Regions from separate parts of the Oncorhynchus mykiss genome. Here region 1 is linked to region 2. Evidence: chromatin contacts called from public Hi-C data. All regions are on one chromosome and are shown on one strand. The core of a region is the stretch at or near the end of the contact, and the rest is flanking DNA. Distances in the headings are between cores, read along the strand shown. Region 1 holds the start of taok3a (serine/threonine-protein kinase TAO3). Region 2 overlaps taok3a (serine/threonine-protein kinase TAO3).

What was found. A called contact is a pair of places that touch in the nucleus more often than the background predicts.
Region 1: a Hi-C map of liver shows a contact between it and region 2, with 10 times the contacts expected there. The contact joins the promoter of taok3a here to the enhancer-like site in region 2. A contact is called at or near these places in 3 of 3 Hi-C or Micro-C datasets (blood and liver).

Annotation. Positions count from the first base shown.
Region 1 is chr6:44,853,700-44,858,067 of USDA_OmykA_1.1, reverse strand. taok3a (serine/threonine-protein kinase TAO3) reads left to right here and starts at 2,474. Exons shown (of 21, transcript XM_036980179.1): 1 at 2,474-2,615; 2 at 2,704-2,860.
Region 2 is chr6:44,779,065-44,783,277 of USDA_OmykA_1.1, reverse strand. taok3a (serine/threonine-protein kinase TAO3) reads left to right here. Exons shown (of 21, transcript XM_036980179.1): 11 at 1,757-1,838; 12 at 4,009-4,176. Among protein-coding and RNA genes, the nearest start is that of LOC110526021, 25 kb to the right of the region's middle. Within about 2 kb of position 2,502, at least 3 of the 11 cell types and tissues checked have an H3K27ac peak or open chromatin away from gene starts, as enhancers often do. A contact at or near this core is called in liver, where this site is marked.

The sequences.
Region 1 (4,368 bases), core at 1,225-3,724, 75 kb before region 2:
TTTCAGTTTTTGATTTGTTAAAAAAGTTTGAAATATCCAATAAATGTCGTTCCACTTCATGATTGTGTCCCACTTGTTGTTGATTCTTCACAAAAAAATACAGTTTTATATCTTTATGTTTGAAGCATGAAATGTGGCAAAAGGTCGCAAAGTTCAAGGGGGCCGAATACTTTCGCAAGGCACTGTATATGATATGATACATGATATTTACATCGCTACCAACTAAGTTACATCAAGTAACAATAATGAATAGTAACAGCACATACAGAAAGTAACTATAAAAGCACTCTGGCTGCAAAGTCCATTTACTCTGGGCAGTGATGCACAAACATATACACACACACACACACACACACACACACACTAAAGTAGTCCAGAGGTTGTAGCACAAAAGGTGTTCACCAGTTGTAGTCCTTGGATGTGGAAGTCCAGATGTGAAGGGTGCAGCTTAGAGACACAGGCGCATCCAATCTCCCTGTGCAGCTGGAGTAGGCTGAGGTTAGAGCAGCCTAAACTGGTCCAAACCAGATAACTCCTTAATGGTGATTGGTTGCATCAGTCTGGTGATCAGTGATATTTTCCCGGCTAAATGGCAAGCAATCAGAGGTCAGTTGACCAAGGTCAGGGGAGGTGAGAGATCTTCAGCCAGACACATCGGCACTGGAATGAGGAGAGGTGTCAATGAGGAGAGGTCTCGGCATGCATCTGGACCCTGACACCTCTTTTGATGAACATATCAGAAATATTTCAAAAGCAGCCTTTTTCCATCTTTGTAACATTGCAAAAATCTGATATTATTATTTTTTGTCCAACAATGATGCAGAAAAGCTAATCCGTACTTTTGTCACTTCAAGATTAGACTACTGCAATGCTCTACTCCCCAGATACCCGGACAAGGCACTACACAAGCTTTAGCTAGTGCAAAATAGAATCTTGACTAGGACCCAAAAATGTGATCATATTACTCCAGTGCTAGCCTGGCTTCCTGTTAAGGCTAGGGCTGATTTCAAGGTTTTACTGCTAACCAACAAAGCATTACCTGGACTTGCTCCTAAATATCTAATTTGTTCCTGCTGTACATACCTACACATACGGTATGGTCACAAGACGCAGGCCTCCTTATTGTTCCTAGAATTTCTAAGCAAACAGCTGGAGGCAGGGCTTTCTCATATAGAGCTCAATTTTTATGGAATGGTTTGCCGATCCATGTGCGAGACGCAGACTCAGTCAGTCAATAAAGCCTTTAAGTCTTTATTGAAGACTCATCACTTCAGTACGTCCTATGATTGAGTGTAGTCTGGCACAGGGGTGCGAAGCAGCACGGGCCTGACACTAGAGTGACAAACCACCCTTGCTGTCTCTGGCAGGCTTGCGCTTCGTGCGGTGGTGGAGACCTTCGTGGGCTATACACGGCCTTGGCTCAGGGTAGTAAGTTAATGGTTTGTTTTATATCGCTTTGATGTTGTGAGGGCTGTGCTTTGGCAAAGTGGGTGTGGTTATATCCTGCCTGGTTGGCCCTGTCCGGGGGTAAATTTGGACAGGGCCACAGTGTTGTCGCTTCCTCTTCACACCAAGACCTGAGCCCTAGGACCATGCCTCAGGAATACCTGGCCTGACGACTCCTGGATGTCCCTGTCTCCAGTCAACCTGGTCGTGCTGCTGATCCCGTTTCTGCTGTTCTGCCTGCGACTATGGAACCCTGACCTGTTCACGTGATTTGCTACCTGGAAGTGCTGCTGATCCAGTTTCTGCTGTTCTACCTGCAGCTATGGAACCCTGACTTGTTCACCGGACGTGCTGCTGATCCAGTTTCTGCTGTTCTGCCTGCAGCTATGGAACCCTGACCTGTTCACCGGTTGTGCTATCTCGCCCGGGACCTGCTGTTTCGTCTCTCTCGCTCTCTCTCGCTAACCAAAGCATAGGTATTAGCTTGGCAGCCAATGCAAGTCTAAAGGTCCGTCAAGGAGCTTATGCAAACTTGGTTCCGAACCACCCCCAGACCATAATACACATGCACTATGCGATGCATCTCTGCCTGGTGCGCATACATTTTCATTTAAAAAACCCTGTCAAAACGCATCACTGCTGCCCTGGCCCCCTGGACTGCAAGGGAGCCATGAGGCATATTCATTTAATTTGTTGCCTGTTTTTGGATCTATCATTCTCAGGTATAACACCAGATGGCAGTGTCGCCTCAGATTTTATGAACACTGCCACGTGACACATTCGGTCAGAATTGACATATTTCTGTGACCAACATTCACGATTTCAGTGTTCAATTAACATGTTCGTTTGATGTGGGCATGAATAATGGACTGAGACCTCATACAGTCTACCCAAGTATTCATGATCGTTTTTAACATTATATATTTATTTAAAGCAAAGGAAGGATGTCTGTGATGATCGCCTATAGCAGATAACCGATTAAATTGTTGTCCTCTTCTGTGACTCTGAACTCGATTGTTTTGCCTTGTAATAAATTGCACATAATATTATGTCAAATTGTGTCGAGTTAAATGTCAAATTTGACAAGAAGCGATCTGATCAGTGCACTTTATTGATCAATAATCAATGGACATTATCTACACAATTGTGGCACATATAGGGGAAGAAAGGTTGAATGCTTGTTTTTGTGCCAAACCATAACATTTCTGGAGGTGCATCGAACTGCTTCTTGACACAATCTACGAATTTATTTTTCAGCCTGTCAAACTAGCTGTCAGTGACGAGGGGCTGTACTCGTGTGTTAGCAGAGGACTCTCGAGCCCTCATTCAGGAAGTCCTGACAACTCTTCAGAAAGTCAAGTCATCTCCTCCGGAGTTGGACTAAATGTTATTGGAGACGTGGGATTCATCACTGGTCAGTTTTTACATTGGTTTATTCATGATGTGCATATCTTATTGATTTAAACGTTTTACTGTTGTAATTTGCTGACCTCATGCAGTACGAGAGACACTTAAGTTCCTACAACGCTGCCATCGTGCCTTAGTTTCCACAAGCTGAAGTCGAAGTATGTTACTGTGAATTGAGTATTTCCTAGTCATGCTACCAGGCTAATGTAGATTAGTCTTCATCATGACTCATAGCTTGCCAGATAACATGATTTACTGCCAAAGTTAAGATTTGAACGCATCTGTTGTATTAACGTCAGTCTGTGACCAGATAGGCAGCCAGTGGAGTGCGTATGGTAGTTAAACTGTGCAAGCCAGTTAATAACTGTTCTGTTGGTTGGTTACACCTGCTCGCAAAACAATTCTCACTATCGGTTTCATTGAACATTGTTTGTACATACAAGGCTATTTAATCGATGAAAGTATTGCTTGGCAAATGAGGAACAGAGGACGCGTTTTCATAAAAGCACCTGAGCTCATGGGTAAGTGTGTTGCCAACAAATGACAAGCCAGTGTGGTACGCAAACTGAATCGCTCGATAAATAGTACACCATGTTTTCAAACCTGTATTCAGTTGCTCAAAAGCATTTAAACTTTATTTTGCTGTCAATTTTGAAAATGGTCATTTTGATCCAAGAGACGTTTTACTTGATCATTGGCGAGTTGTCACTAGACAGATGGGTCTACAGTGTAGCCAGACTGTCTGGCTGTGACAGACTGTTTTCCAGCAGACACATTGTTGCGAGTGAACGCTCTACAACCATCTACTTGATCATTTTCTGGACATTCTACGATTGATTGATTGCCATACATCGACGACGATGGCATAGCGCAATGCACATGTTAGACAATGTCAATGGAATGAGCCGATATAGGCAATACAGTAACTGACAGACAGAAAAAAAAGTACAGTACGCGAGTCTAGTGCGCCTATTCTATTTGTGCTCGAAGCAAATGTTGGACTTGTGTACACTGGGTAGGCTAGTTTAATGACATTGACGGCTACATTCAAAACATTATTCTGTTTTAATTTCCCGTCTTTTGTCATTCGTGCAATGATTTCAAGCAGAGCTTAGCCACTAATACAGAGCTTTTGTTTCCCGTAATCTGCATAAAAGTAAATGTAGGTTAACATGACCCGCTTGAAATGAATGATATTAAATGGCTAAAATAGCAGCCAGTGGAACAGCCTACAAAAAGCAACCTGACTTCATGATGTCATCTCTTTATGTATACAGCTTGAGTAGCAAACTAACAGATATGTTTTTAATGAACATGCAATAGCTTGCAATTTCCCAAGATATTGCCTTAGCCATGTGAGGTCATGAACTGCCATATTTAGCATATTGGTCTTCAGAGCTTGTCTTGTTTATTCTGGTTGCCAGGTGTATGTTGAAACCATATTCGTCTTTTAGAGGGGTTTGTCTATTTTATTTATAAATAAAAAAAACAACTTGAGTTAAGGAAACAAATTAA
Region 2 (4,213 bases), core at 1,253-3,752:
CCTTTCAACAAATAAAGAATCTATAATACAGCTAAAACAAGTTGCAGCATTTGCATGAAGGTGTAAGTGTTGTGTTTTATTTTCATAGTCCACGTTCCTTACTGAGAACATCGATTTGTGTGATTCCAGGAACCCAAAGCAAACAGATTCACAAGTAGTACATTCCAATAAATAAATATGTGATTGTCTTTACAGTATGCAAAGATTTAGCATATTTTGACAAATTAGCATTAAAAGCAAGCCTTAGTCTTGTACTGAAGAGAGTGTGTGTGTGTGAAGCAAGGTTATGGTCCTCCCATAGAGATACAATATGATTTAGTTTTCGATTTCACACACACACACAGTAGTCAGTGTATTGTTGGAGGTGCTCCAAATAGGCCTCTGGCATGAACCTCTCTCATTAGCTGAGACTAGTTGAAAATGTATACCACTATGTAGACTGCATGGCATCGCCACACAGAGCGTTTGAAGATGGACTTTCAATAACACGGACAAATCAAATGTTATTTGTCACATGCGCCGAATACAACAGGTATAGATCTTAGTGAAATGCTTACTTACAAGCCCCTAACCAACATGATGAATAGCTATAGAAGCACCCTGGCTTTACCCTGACTCTAAGGCTTGAAAGGTGGGGACGTGGATATACATTCCCCTATGTATGTGTTTGGACAGTGAAGCTAAAACTTTTAGGCTCTATACACCAACCAGCATTTTGGATTTGAGATCAAATGTTTTACCCATTTTGAAAAGAAAGCACTTTGTGGTCCCACCATTTGAAGGTATCATACGTATTTGGACAAATTCACTTAGTGTATTGAATGTAGTCCAACGTTTAGTATTTGGTCCCCTATTCCTAGCACACAATGACTACATTAAGCTTGTGACTTCACAAACTTGTTGGATGCATTTGCAGTTTGTTTTAGTTGTGTTTCGGTAGAATTGAATGGTAAATCATGTATTGTCATTTTGGTGTCCATGAATAATGATGAGTGATACATTTAGAGGCTTAAATGTCAGCCCCCCCCCCCAAAACATTCTAACCTCCCTTTTATTGGTAATGGTAAAAGGTTAGCATGTTTTGGGGGCATGATCTTTATGCCTCTAAATGTATCACTCATCATTATTCACAATTCATTCAGGATGATCTGTAATCATGGTAGCATCCACATTAATGTAGGGTTAGGGTTAAATAACAATAGAATGACTCTAAAATGACACTACATTATTTACCATTCATTTCTACACAACCAAAACAGACTCTAAATGCATCCAACAAGTTTGAATAGTCACAAGCTTGATGTAATCACTGCGTGCTAGGAATATGGGACCAAATACTCAACTTTTGATTAGATTGAAAAGGCTACAAGTGAATTTGTCCAAATACTTATGACATCTTCAAATGGAGGGACTAGATAAATAGTGTTCATTTATAAAAGGTCAAATGGATATGTTAAATACTATCAAACAAAAGGTTACATTCTGTACAGTCAGTCACCTCATTAAAGTTTTAGCTTCACTGTACATATAAATACGTAGGGGCGTGTATATATTTTTTACATTTGAGTAATTTAGCATACACTCTTATCCAGAGCGACTTAGTTAGTTAATGCATTCATCTTAAGATAGCAAGGTGAGAGCTATTGCCTTTTTATTCCTGTCTAATCATGGTTGTATTCTGTTTTCTTCCAAATCCTTCCACCTCTTCACCACCTCTCCATCGCTCCACCTGTCCATCCATCTATCTTTCTACAAGGTCGGACCCCTTCCGGAGCTTCGTTGACTACTGCCTACTCAAAATTCCTCAGGACAGACTCTCGTCGGGGGAGCTGCTGCGAGTGAGTGCACTTCCTGGTATCTCTGACAGAGGCTGTGGCCTCACTTCCTGTGTCCAGTCTCTCAAAGACCATCTGGATGAATGCTTCCAAAATGGCACCCTATTCCCTAGTGAGAGAGTTGGACTCACAAATATCAACCACCCCCAGCTATGCTACATACGTTTGGAGTGTAGAGCCAATAGAATAAAAAATGCTTCACTGTCCCAATAATTACGGAGGGCACTGTAATGCACTACTTTTGACCAGAACCCAATGGGACCTGGTCAAAAGTAGCACACTCTGTAGGGAGTAGGGTGCCATTCAGATACAGCTGATGATTCACTGCCTCCCACAGCTGTAGAGAAAATAGGAATGAAAGATTCCACAGGGGTTAAGATTTGTTGTTCACATATGCACGCACACACACACACACACACACACACTGATCCCACAAGGGTTAGGGTTTTGTTGTTAAGCATTTTTGAACCCTTTTTTTTGTTTGTTTTTATCTTGCGCTGTAGTACACCTCGTGTTGGAGGTTCCATAAGACATCCATAAGACATCCATAGTGTGTGTGACCAAATCCCCTTGACACACAATGAAAGCTAAAGTCAGACTGACTGCCCCCACAGACCCATGTGTTATAGTACAAGATCGGTCAGTTGTGTGTCAAGGTATTCTGCTAGCTAGCCTTTGTTTGTACATCCTGATTGGCCAATCCACTGTGTGTGTGTGTCTGACCATGTAATGTAGAGTTGATCTTTTTGTTTGTTTGGCCGAGAAGTAATCCTATTGGCCTGCTAAGAGTTTTATGTTCTTGATTGGTTGTCACACTCTCTCACTAGCCTGTCGGTCTTACCTGGCTGCCCAAGGAGGGGTTAGTGGGCTAGAGGGGATGAGATGGTGGGGGCTTGTCTGGAGCTCTGGGTAGAAGTAACCCTTATCCCTTAGGTGCAGATCTAGGATAAGCTTTCCCTCTCCCAAATCCTAACCTTAATTATTAGTGGGGAAAAGGCTAAACTGACCATAGATCAGTGCCTAGTAGGCAGCTTGCTCCTAATCTGAGTCGGGGCAGGGGGCATCCAGATCACCGCCCCTCAAGCCCCTGATTAATACAAACACACACACACTCATTGCCCTCTGCCCCTCTTTGAGCTCTTTAGGAGAAATCAGGTCAGAATTGCATGGTTGGGTGCATGCATCGAAAAAATGGGTGAGGAAAATGTAATGGGTTGAAGGGAAAGGAAGACAAGAATCCGAACCATCGGTCCGACTCCGTTCATGGTCCCCAGGATAGTTTTTTTTTTCGGGAAGGGATTACTCTGAAGATTAGTCCTCTCTCTCTCTCTTTTTCTATTGCTCTCTCTCTCCCAGCCCCCTGGTACATGGCAGCTCTGGTTTTCTAACTCACACTTTCGCTCCCTCTGTCCGTTTGTTTGAAAACGGGAAAATGTTTCCTCTCTATTTCCAGACGATGATGTCATCCTTCTGAATCAGAGAGTCCATTACATTACTCCAGCCAGCATCTGTCAGATAGAAGGGAAGGTGTGTAGGGCGAGACATACATGGCCGTTTCAGCCCCCAAATGGTTGCATACATTGCATTTCCACTAAGCAGGCATTTAGCAAGAAAAGATGTGTGTGTGAGCGTGTGTGCGTGCGCTACCGGTCAGTCCCATATGAACACTATTGGATGGAGTATTTTCTTTTTACACATTTTTTTCTTTTCTTTTTCTGGTAAGCCAGCAGAAGAAACTCTATCTAGGTTGAATAACCCACAGGCGCCCTCTAGTGACCAATGGGAAAAGAGCGAGAGAGAAATAATTATCTGAAATAATAATCACATGGAGTATTGATATATTATTGATATAGAAAACATGTTTATAATACCATGGATTTATAGGGCTGTGTTATATCAGATTAAACATTTAAGAGGTCTTACCCCATTTTGTGGACCTGTTTCTACACTTACCCTGACTGCCCTGTCAACACCCATAGACTATTTCTTTGGTACATATCTTACATATGTACATACTTTACAATCAGACAGTCAAACAGACAGACACTGTGTATAACTTCCGCCCTCTTTTGCTCCTGTCCACCTGCAACATGACTTTGTGTATCAGAATCGCCTCCTGCGGATCCTCATGAATCCTAACCTCTAAGCCCTCCGCCCTCTCTCCTCTACCCAGCATGACTTCGTCCGTCGGGAGCGTCCCCCACGGGTCCTCACGGAGCTCATCCAGAGGACCAAGGATGCGGTGCGGGAGCTCGACAACCTGCAGTACCGCAAGATGAAGAAGATCCTCTACCAGGAGAAACACAACGGACCCATGGGGGAGAGCCAGGAGGAGGAGGAGGTGGGCTTAACACCACTTAAACAAACCATGTTCACCA